Linked DNA regions of Mus musculus: region 2 is linked to region 1. A link is a contact called in public Hi-C data. All regions are on one chromosome and are shown on one strand. Each heading gives the region's core, a stretch centred on a gene start, on an enhancer-like site or on the middle of the called end of the contact. The rest is flanking DNA. Distances are from core to core; before and after follow the strand shown. Region 1 overlaps Aig1 (androgen-induced 1). Region 2 overlaps Hivep2 (human immunodeficiency virus type I enhancer binding protein 2).

The links. Hi-C and Micro-C count contacts between places; a contact is called where the count stands out from the background.
Region 2: a Hi-C map of uterus shows a contact between it and region 1, with 3 times the contacts expected there. The contact joins two enhancer-like sites. A contact is called at or near these places in 1 of 15 datasets of contacts at CTCF or cohesin (the NIH/3T3 cell line), 3 of 484 Hi-C or Micro-C datasets (adipose-derived mesenchymal stem cells, myocytes and uterus) and 1 of 115 datasets of contacts at active chromatin or transcription factors (CD8 T cells).

The regions. Positions count from the first base shown.
Region 1 is chr10:13,773,383-13,779,151 of GRCm38.p6, forward strand. All of the region lies in intron 3 of Aig1 (androgen-induced 1), which reads right to left. Among named protein-coding and RNA genes, the nearest start is that of Aig1, 93 kb to the right of the region's middle. Within about 2 kb of position 2,794, at least 37 of the 459 cell types and tissues checked have an H3K27ac peak or open chromatin away from gene starts, as enhancers often do. A contact at or near this core is called in the NIH/3T3 cell line and uterus, where this site is marked.
Region 2 is chr10:14,045,905-14,051,673 of GRCm38.p6, forward strand. All of the region lies in intron 1 of Hivep2 (human immunodeficiency virus type I enhancer binding protein 2), which reads left to right. Among named protein-coding and RNA genes, the nearest start is that of Gm51759, 79 kb to the right of the region's middle. Within about 2 kb of position 2,782, at least 107 of the 459 cell types and tissues checked have an H3K27ac peak or open chromatin away from gene starts, as enhancers often do. A contact at or near this core is called in the NIH/3T3 cell line and uterus, where this site is marked.

The sequences.
Region 1 (5,769 bases), core at 1,544-4,043:
CTGTTAAATTCTAACTTAAGCACAGTCAACTTGACACTCTAGTTCCCCTCCCTCTTCCCAATTCCCACTTCTGCTTTCCTTCCCCTGCCCCCTCATGGAATATTAGGATCTAAGTCCTAAGAAGGGACACATGCACCATGGCACAGTGGGGGAGCACTTACGGGTCCATCATTGCCCTTGGCTCTCTTGCTCCTGCTCATCCTTGTCGGACTTCTACCCACACTGCTCTCCCTGGTGACATTACTTGGCACAGGGAACCTCATTAAATCTGTTGATGGCGTACTCTTACCAGGACACGTAGGCCCTCTGTTCCCCTCCCAGGACAATCTCTGGGGAAACCGTGAATCCAGATCTTTCTATCCTCAACCCATCCTAAACACTCTGCTGTTGAATGTTGTTTCATGTTTGCTTCCTTCCTGAGAATGTTCCAGAATTCAAGATCCAGATCCCCTGTACCATGGGATTTCCCTGACAATTCTGATGTTCGTAAAGGTGGAGGCAGGCGTAATAGCAGAAATGTGTCAGTGAGGCTGTGTATAGACTGCTGGGGAAATGAGTCAGCTGTGTTCTGGGTCTTCCTTTCTGATGAAATTTGGGAAGCCTGCGGCCATGTTATTGGATTTAGCATTTGAGAGCCCAGGAGGCTAGCCACCAACCACCTCAGCCATCCTGGTACTCCACCCTCCAATCTTCATAGACCCAGAAGTAGAAGTGAAGGAGAGGAGGGCCCAAAGCATCTAAACAAGAGATTCCTCTGCCAAGGTCTAACTGGTCAACCCCGGGACAGGAAGGCTGTCCAACGTCATATTTTCTTCTCCCGAAATCTTCTGCTGATGGGACTGAAAGGCTGTCCTCCACAGGGAAAGAGTGTCTGTTTGCCTTTCGAAAAATTGTCTTATTATTAAAAGGCACACAAAACAAAACCCCAACTCTCCAATCTCTTGAGTTGTAAGACCTGATTTCAGAAGACGATAACCAAGAATTTACCCATTTTCTGCGAGTAGCTTGTACCTTGAGCTAAAAGCCTTCTGGACATGAGATAAAAGGGAACTATCAAGAAGAAAAGAGCCCAAAACAGTGGTTAGAGTTTTGGAAGAGAAACCCGGTCTAACTACACTGATTTGGGAGTACTTATTTTATTCCCAGAACTCTACTAAAAACTGCTACTAAATTATATTGGTGGTACATCTTACATCAACAACACAACCTCAGCAAGGTAATGAAGACACTCAGAGGTTGTTTCTCTGCAACACAGCATTACGAGTGCCATAGGCTGAATTTGGAGCCTGGCTTTGCATTAGCTTCTTGCGTGGGCCAATCACCAGCTTCTCAGGCCTCAGTTCTCGATTATGGCGACATAATTAACTCAGGGCTTCTTAGGACTTCGGTGAGCTCACTCGGACAGTGCCCTGGTGCACGGGAAGATCCAGGCATCAGCAGTTAGGTTTGATGTGGAAGAAGATGTAGGAAAGGGGTAGGGACATCACTAACTACATTTACAATACCTTGCTAGCTCCCAATGTGGTAAAAGAACTTTCTATTTCTCTAAATCATTGTCTTTCCCAAGAAAACAGCCTCATGTGATGTGGGGGAGGGGAGGGGCTTTAACTGCATTCCCCTTCTGTCCTGACGGAATTGGAAGAAAATGACCTCCCATTCCTCACCAGACAGCTGCAACAGATTTCTAATTTCTAGACAAGAAGAACATCCACATTTCACGGATTTCTGTGGCCCACTGGAATTGGTGCTATTGCCACATGTGGTTGCTTATTCACCATAAGTAGCCCACAACTTTCTTTTACAGCTGGTAGTTCATAGCCAGCTTCACCTTTGAAGGAACAGGTCATGGGTGCCTGTATCCAACTGCTGGGCTACAGTGAAGTTACATCAGAAATTCCTATTTTTCGGGACTATATATACAACTCAGTTATATTAAGGAACATTCTGGGCAAATAACATTACTAAAGCCATAGCTTTTGCTCAGGGCATCCCAGTGGGGTTGTAGAATGGAGTTTCAATCTTTGTAAACTAATGATTCTCTCTGATGGCTTGAGTAGCAAAGGAGATGGTGATGGTATTTACTGAGACAGACAGCAGGTTTGGGAAGGGCACAAGGGTCCATGTTTCAATTTTGGATGTTGCATATAAAATGTCCTTGAGTAATCCAATGGATCATTGCGACTCATACTTACATTCCCAGCTCAGAGGGGAGGAGGTGGTAGCCCAAGCAGGGTGACTGTTGTATGAGGCCATCTTGAGTAACATGGTGAGTTACAACCCAAGTGAGTTCATGCTTCAAATATTTTAAGAAAGTGGAAGTGTGCAGTGTGGTGCCTATGTGTGTGTGCAGGAGTGCGTGCATGTGTGTGTGTGTGTGTGCATGACTGCTAGGAAACTGGGTTGGAGCCTAGCCTTGGTCCTGTGAGTATTCTATGGAGGAGGGACCTACAAGGAAATTAGAGTAGTCTCTAGAAGAAAACCAGAGACACTGTTGTGGAAGAGCCAATTAAGTTTTTAAAAATTGCACAGAGTCAAGAGATGTAGGAAATACTGAATAGCACAGCAGCACTTAGCATGGCAGTCCCTGAGAGTTCTGCCCCTCAGTCCTGGTAAAGAGAGCTGCTGGATGGTTGTGAGTCTAGCTCTCTTGCTGTCCCCACCCCCAACCTCCAAATCAGTGCTATATTCCTGCCTCAAAGGAATAAGGTAAAAAGAGATGGAGGGGGGACATGTGACATCCTCCTCTGGTCTCCATGGACACACCTACATACCCACAAATATAGTACTGAGAACTCAGTGTGTGAGTGTGAGCAGGGGCAGGGGAGGAGAGTAGAGAGATTCTTATACCCATGACTCACACCATCGTTAATGTCAACTGAAATCATTACATCATTTCCATTGTGATGCAGTCATCAGGACTCCCATTTGCTAACAAACCTGGCTTTCAAAGCAATCTTCCCCCCAGTCTCGTTAGCAGCAAACTCATCTGCCTCCAGCTTCGGCTATCAGCTTCAGCCATCCACCACCCACATCAGCCTGTACATCCCAACACTGTGAGAGATGTTTGTTTCATCAACAGACTCTCACAGCTACAAGTCCCTGTACAAGCATCAGTCTTGCAAAGCCTCTTCCTTATTTACTGTCTTGTTTTTAAATGAGACTTCTAGGTACTCATAATAAAATCCCCGTGCCTGTGTTGGCTGTCGGCAAGAGGCCTGCTCATGATCTTTGGCCAGGAGCCTCTCTCTTGGTGGTCTCTACCCAGACTTTTCTCTGAACCACCTGCATCGGTCAAAAGCTTACTTTTCCATCACGGTTTAGAACATCCTATCCAAGAATCTTTTGTTGATCTTTTCAGTGTGATGTGATCTAACACAGGCCTTCTAGTCTATTTTTCTTCAGTGAGGTTTGAGGGAATGTCTTATCGTCTATTCTAGATTCTATTCACCGAAAGGGGCCTCATCAAACTCACCTGGCATCCCCTTTATTACTACACGGAGAAATCAGGAAGGTTTTATTTAATTAACCCAAAAGCAAACTGTTAACAAGTTCTTTCTATAAAAATAAAATCGATGAGCACAAATATTCACTCAGAAGAACAACGCCCTGAAAACTTTAGGAAGGACTTCAATGGAGTTCATACGAGGTCAGTGAACACCGAAGCACAGCCAAAGATTGTTTTTATTTTTTAGATCCAGAATTTCTTTAACTTCTATTGCAGAATGTTTCAAATATACATAAAATAAGAAAGAATAGCTTTTTCCCCAGTACCCTGCTTAAATCAATAACATGTTCCCCATTTAATCTATTTTGTCTCCGTGGCTTCTTTCCTTCCCTTTTCTACTTCATGTGTTCTGGAACTTTTTTATTAGCACCTTCATCAAGGAGTGGGAAGGAAGTATGTGTCAAAGTCTGTCACCGCCCCACAGTGGCTCTTATTCCCTTTCCTCTAAAAGGTACAACTACTGGCACTTAAGAATGCTACTTCTTTGACTCCCCTACTGTGTCGTATCTGTGGAACCAGGCAACTCTGGTGAGCAAAGGTGATGTGCAACTTGGGATGCTTTCTTCTTTCACATGCTCCCTACAAATGGCTTGTACAAAGATGATGATAAAACTTAGAGGATCCAACAGCAGCCAGATGAGAGAGCTGGCTCTAGAGCCTCATGAGAAAACATGGGCTACCAGCCTCCAGACCATCCATGTTGAACAACTGTTACTCTAAGTCTGTTTCAACTGTTGAGCTGATATCTGAACAAAGAGAGAAAACACTCAGCAATATTGGGACTACCATGTTCCAGCAGTTGCATGAGAATGTCTATTTCCAACATAGATCATCAAACTTGATGTATGTGCCCCGTTCCTACCAGCTGTCATTCTGTTCCATGGGCATGCTGAGCAGCTGATTTTGAGTGTATACTGCAAAAGCAGTGACATTGGAAGGGCGGCTAGGTTTTAGTTCAGGTACAATTTATTTGAACTCCCTTGCAGGTTTCTGGCAAATATACATACATGCATACATACATACATACATATCCTTATATCCTACAAGAAATTTCACAAATCTATAAAATAGTAAACCTCCCTAAGATATTAATTATGGGGAATAAACAAAGCTCTTTGTACTATAAAAGTGAGCACAGAACTTGTTGGTATATACATAGGAGTATCTGGAAAAGGTACATTTCCCTCCTTTTGGTTCCCAAGTACACCTAACTTACAGAGGCAGATATTTTACAATATCTGACAATGACGGACTCTTCTGAAACAGAAGATTTATCACTGAACACTGAACTTACAAAGCTGGTTTCTTTTCTTTTTTTTTTAAACAGTGAAAGTAGTTGTGTGAAATAATTATGGGCAAAACCTTGGGACTTCTCCTAAGAAATAGGACTCATTTAAAATTGATACCTATCAACAGTGTCTTCATTTGGGTCACAGTAGCTGATATAATACACAACCGTCATAATTTGGAAATGAGGCTGAGGACATCGAAATGGGAAACTCTTACTGTTTAGACCAGCAAGGATTATACAGCCATTTCTTGGTGTCTGGTTCCAAGATCCTGTGAAAAACAAAATCTAGGATGCTTTAGTCCCTTATATGAAATAGCATAGTACTAGCATAGAACCTATGCCTGTTTTCCTTTAAACTTGAAATCCCTTATTTCCTTACATACAAACACAAAGGGAGAAAGTCTGAACATGGTCAGTGTAGACGCATGTTATTCAAATGTTCTCAATGAGTAGTTTGCTGAATTAAGGATGAATGATGCATGGATCCAGAGCACGTAAAGTCCTCCCATCCCAGCGCCTATGAGCCACATGTTACACCTAACGAACAGCTGAAAAACAGACTTGCCCTAATTGCCAGGGAAACAAAGAGAAGAGGACCTGGAGATGCATTAGCAACCTCTGCAGCTGTAAGCAGTTAACATGGAAAACAACTCAATGGACGGCATTGTTCAGCTTCAACTGCAGGAGGAGGAAAATAGACTTAGAAGAATTTGCTCAGAAATGCCGCTAACGGTATCTTTTTAAAATACCTATTATGGGGCTGGGCAAGTGACCCAGCGATTAAGAGCAATTTTTATTCTTGCAGAGGACCTGGCTTTGGTTCCTAGTGACTATGTGGTTTATAACCATCCTTAACTTTAGTTCCAGGTGATCTGACCCTTTCTGACCTCCATGGGTTCCAGACATACATACGATATATACAATATGTGTGTGCATGTGTATACACATGCATGAAAATAACTAACTAATTATT
Region 2 (5,769 bases), core at 1,532-4,031, 270 kb after region 1:
CTGCAGTCTTTCACTGGGTTAGTGTCAGACAGGCGGAGGAGGCTTCCCCTCTACTTCCTGCTGTGGGTTCTGGGTCACTGGGGAGCCCATCTCCACCAGCCCTCTCTGCAGACTGTTTCTCAGTGGCGGTGTCATCTCAGGGATGAAGGGGGGCTAGACTTTTTCAACTGCTTATTGTTTTGTTTTGGGTTTTTTTTTTTTTTTTTTTTTTTTTTTGGTTGCCAAGCCAAGCTTTGGGTCTGTGTAGTGGAGGCTTTACGCTTGCCTGTTTGTATCAGACTTTACAGTTGTCTCTTTAATAAGTAAGCTACTCGCCCTTCTCTTTTGTGAAGCCTGTTTTCAGTGCATGATCCAGGCAGCATGCCTGGGATTAGCAGTGCCCCCTCTCCAGCTGACTGCCCAGGCAGTTCCAAAAAAGGCAATCGTCCCTGCTATTGATTTCTGTGGAGCATCAGTCATGTTGGAGTTATTTACCACGAGAGAGGAGTAAGCGTCTTGCATCTGTCTCTTAGGTTTAACACAAGGGCACTGTACAGCAAGCCTGTCTCCATTCTGATCTAAGGAGATATTTTTTCCTCTCCTTGGAGGCAGCTTGGCCAGGGCAGTTAAGTGGATCTGGGGAGTATGAAGGTCTTGGTTTTTTAACCCCTTGCTGCTTCTTAGTGAAAAGGGAGGACAGTGGATGGATGCTGTCTGCCACTTAGCCCTTCCCAGGATGTGGTAAAGTAATGAGATAATAGTTGTTGAGTACACTCAAACGCAGATGAGAGATAGTTCTAAAAGTGCCAGCCCTTACTGGGGGGAAAAAAGCTAACAACAGAACTAGCAAACAAACATGTTTTATCAAGACTCAGATTTCAAATGCATCTTAAAATCTGGTGTTTCTGTGGGGAAAACAAAGCCCTGGGGCATTATGATAATGTTGAAGTGGCAGGAAAAAAAAAATGGATTGGTATTGCATTCACTTTGTACACGCTTCCATGGTGGTTTCTGTACATTTTCATGTTTAAAAATATAATAAAATTATTTCCATGCTCCTAAGAATGTACCTTCGGCACTACCCCATCTTGACAGCTCCCTTTAAGCCTATGAATGGAGCACAATATAAAAAACTTGGGCTGTGGTGTTGGAAAAGGACTGGAGTCCCAGGATCTATGTAGGGTAGCTAGCTCACAACCACCTCTTAACTCACTTCCAGGGAATCTGACGCCCTCTTCTGGCCTCAGTGGGCACTACACTCACTCATATCTGCACACTCAGCCATGCACATACATAATTAAAATTAAAGACATTTCTTTTAAAGAAAAAAAGTACTCAGGAGAACTCTTAGGAAAATGTCTTTTGTTTTTCTTAGCATAGTGTGAGCAAAGTGTCCCCATCTGTCATTCCCAATACTGGGCTCCCCACCAAAGGATCAGTAAACACAAAAGTTTTGTATCATTTGACCACAAACTTATCTTGCTGTTACCCTTTCTCTCAAGTGTGAGACTTTATTGAGCAGGTGTAGAGGGATAATTCACAGTCTGGCAGAGGTGGAGGGGGTGAGTGGGTTAGCTCACTGCCTGGTAGAGGTGGAGGGGGTAGATGGGATAGCCCTCTGCCTGGCAGGAGTGGAGGGGTTATGAGGGGTGGAGAGAGTGGGATAATTCAATGGCAGGAGTGGAGGTGTCAAGGGGGTGGGTGGTATAGCCCATTGTCTGGCAGGGGTGCAGGGGTGGGTGGAATAGCTCACTCTCTGGCAGGGGTGGAGGGGGTGGGATAATTCATTGTCTGTCAGGGTGGAGGGGATGGCTGGCTCTGCAGTCTTGCCTTGCAGATGGTAGGAGCCTGGTTCCCGGCTCACTTTCATTTTCTTTCTTGGGATCCATATCCTTGCCTCCTTATCTGTGAGAAGGAAGCAGGCCCCCTCCTGCTGGATGAGACTTGGTGAAGGAAGTTGGAGGTGACCTACTCTCAGCTAGAGACAGGGGGTCAGGGAGAGCTGACATTCTCTGCCTGGGTCAGGTAGCCATTTGTGGCAGAGTGGCCCAGGAAGACCTTTGCTGGGGAGAATTAATTGCTTTAATACTGACTGGCTGTAATCCAGCCCGTCTGGAGTTTGCTTCCTGCTCCTGGTTGTCATTTGAAGCTGGCTGAGGAACACAGTTGTTGTCTATGGACACACTTAAGAAGCAGCTGTGGTGTGCTTTCTCTGTACATAGGAATGCCGAGTTCCTGCCAGAGAAAACTTCACTTTTATCCAGGTGACACCACATTGATGAGTACTCTGCCAGCCTCCTTAATTTCATATCCTTAATTAAAGATCAGGTATCACGCTTTGATGAGTCTGAACAGTACGTTGGTTTTGGCTGGCCTTTTTTTTTGCTAAGCGTGATATCTTTATGGTGGAGTTGATACTCCTTGCAGTAGGGAGATTGTCTTGTGCATTGCAAAATATTTCCCAACATCCCTGTCCTCCACCCAGTGGATGACAGTAGCCCAACCCTACTCTCCTGCCAATCTTAACAGTCAGAAGGAGCCCCTTGCTCAATGTCCCCTGGGAGGCAAAATGTCTGCACTTGTAAGCCTCCATAGGCTATCAAGAAATCTGAAGCCTGTGCATCTGCCAGCCCCAACCAGACGTTTATCAGCAGCACAAAGCCTGAACTTAAGATCCAAGTAGGAACGCAAGGGTGGGGAGAGTTAAGTTTCTAAATAGTGAGTATTCCAGTTCCTAGTCTGTGACTGTGTGAGTAGCAATCCCTATCAGGGGACTTCCCCTGCTGGCTTGTGGCAGGAATTCCCTCTCCCCCTCTCCCAAAGGCTGGGACTTCCTTCTCAAGGACTGCCCATGCTTCTGACTCACTTAATTCTTCTGTCTCTTCTTTTCAATTTTCTTCCCCCTGTGGCTGCCAGTAACTGGACCAACCTTGCTGCCTCTGACAAAGACGGGAGCCATTGAGAGTGTCCCTGTCAGTGCAGTGCCAGGTCACTGTGTACGCCTCCAGACAATGCGTCTTGCTATTCTTACATGTTTGCTTATTTGATAGTTCTTCCTGGTCTTTTGTGGCCTATGTTGGGGAAGACTGTTTTATACACTATTGACTCAAGTCCTCAGTTTGGCGATCTGGCAAGAAACTGTGCCATCCGCGGTTGGCAGTTTCTGTGGTACTCTTATTACATTGCCTTAGGCTAATTCTAAATCCGGTTATGTAAGCGTTAGGAGGGGTAGCTTCGAGTGCCAGTTACCATTTGTGACATTCGTCTAGAGGGGAAACAGTCCAGATTTCCAATGCTAGATATAAAAGTGAACTTGGGGAATGTGACTCTTTTTAAATAAGATGAGGAGATGAGAGACAGGCGAGCAGGTGGCATAGACCAGCTGGTACCCATTACAAGTGAGGCTTTCCATAATGCTACAGGGAGATGCTCTTGGTAGCGAGGTCAGAGTTCCTGCTTCTGTGGGGCAGAGCCTTCCCCTTCATCCCAGGCTTAGAGAGCTGACAGATTGAAACAGCTGTGGCTTGCTCCTCTTCTAAGGAATAGAGGAAGCGTGCAAATATTTCCTCCGATCCCATTTGGACATGCCATGGAGCACAATCTTTACCAAATGCACAGTCTGCCAAGAGAAGAAAAGAATAGTCACTGTGAATAGAGATCCCAACGACCAATGACTGTAAGAAATAACCAGACAAGTTCAGCTTTAAAGAGAAAGAAAGCAGACCACCTATGCTGTACAAATTTGTGATGAAACTAAGAAAAGGTTAGTTACAAGAGAAGCACAAAACCCCCAAGTCCTTGTTTGTACGTCAAATGATGAAAATGGGAATCTCCAGTGTGTCACACCAGGAGACCCCTCCTCCTGGACCCTAGACGGTCTGAGTTCCCGTTATCCTGTGTGCATTCTCCCTTCCCTCTAAAGTTGTCAAGATGGACACTGTAGACAGGCACAGTTGACAAAGCGAGACTGTGAGAGTGCTGAGCCAGTTACTTCCTTTGGAAAGTTTCTAGAACACCTTACTGATGATTTTAAAGTTGGGTTCAGGCTGCCCCGAGACATTGGATAGTGTTAGAAATGAAATATTAGCCTGGTGGACACTTCCTATTCTGGGGGCTTCCGGTCTTGAATTTCAGAGAGCATGCCATTAAATAATATCCAGACACTGTGTGTCCTTTGTTATGGGACCAACCAGTCACAGTTGGTTTTCAGTAGTTCGGAGATCTGTGGGCATCAGAACCATGCCACACAGCACTGTACGTCTGTTTGTTGAATGAATCAGTGAATAAATGAGAAGGGAAAAAAACCAGTTCATCATGAAGAAGATTTGTATAGAGTGTTTATATTTATTCTTTGAGAATTTTGTACAAATGGACAGTGTGCTTGGTTATATCTCCTCCCAGTCCTTCCCTCCTCTCCTCCTGGGTGTCTCTAATACCATACCCTCTTCCCAACACCAGGCCCTTTTGTTTTGGTTTTAAGTCCACTGGGTCCAATTAGCATTGCTCATATGTGCATGGCCATCCACTGGAGCACGGGCAACCTACCAGGGAACATTTTTTAAAGGAAAAGTAAACGCTAATTTTTCCCTGGAAAAATTACAGGCATTTTCCAATAATTATGTTACTGCAAAATTTAAAAGAGCAGCATGTATTTTTTTTTCATTGTTGCTCTTAAGCAAGGACAGCAGGAATAGATGGTCATTTCTAGAGACAGAGGTCATGGCACCCGCTTGCCAAGTCATCTAGAGGGACACAGGTGTAGACAGTCTCTCAAGTATACTGATAGGTTGATATCAGAGAGTAACAGGCACTTCTTACAGCCAAATCAATTAAGACAATGAGTGAAGAAAAACGGTGGTTTGAGCTGCGTAAGATAGGTTTTGGTTTTGGTTTTGGTGCTGGCTGTGCAGGACTGAGCTTCTTTCCACGTCTGACAGCACCGAATCACCATGAAGGGATCTGGTGACCTGCAGGGTCACGGGCCATGGCAGTTATAGCATCTCAGTATGAACCCATGTCTTTAGCTCTTAATGGTTTACACGAGTCAGTAAGACCTTGAAAATGGGGTGCATATGACTGCAAGGTACGTTGTCTGTTTTTGTTTTTGTTTTTGATGCAGGGTCTCTCTGTGCAGCCTTGGCTGTCCTGGAACTCACTCTGTAGACCAGGTTGGCCTTGAACTCACAGAGATCTGCCTGCCTTTGTCTCTTCCTCCCAAGAGCTGGTATTAAAGGCATGAGATGCCATGGCCAGGTTGTGTTGTCTTTCTTGAAGCTTCTTAAATTCCCACTCTGCGTATCCATCTGTTTAAGAGCCTAAATCGGTCTCAGAGGATTAGAAGACTAATCTTTAGGGCCTTTGATATGACTGGATGGGTAAAGGTGATTTATGGCCAAGCCTGGCAACCTGAGTTTGATCCCAGAAACCTACATGGTATCAGGAGAGAACCAACTCTTGGATGGTTCAACCCTCCAAATACATAAATACAGAAAATCAATCAATCAATCAATCAATCAGTCAGTCAATCAATCAATCAATCAATCAACCAACCAATCAATAAACATCTTCAGCACTTTATAACCATGGACAAGTATCTCAAAATCCTGAGGCCTTGCGTGGGCAACAGTGAGGTGGTGATAAGAAATAATTTTACCTGTTTTATAAGAAATTAATGGGAAACACATAGCAATCACTTAACAGGGTGCTGGAGCCCAGGGGTTCAGTAAATGCCAGTCACTTTCATTGTTCTCCATGAGGGTTCAGATTTCATTTGTATTTCTACATGTTTCA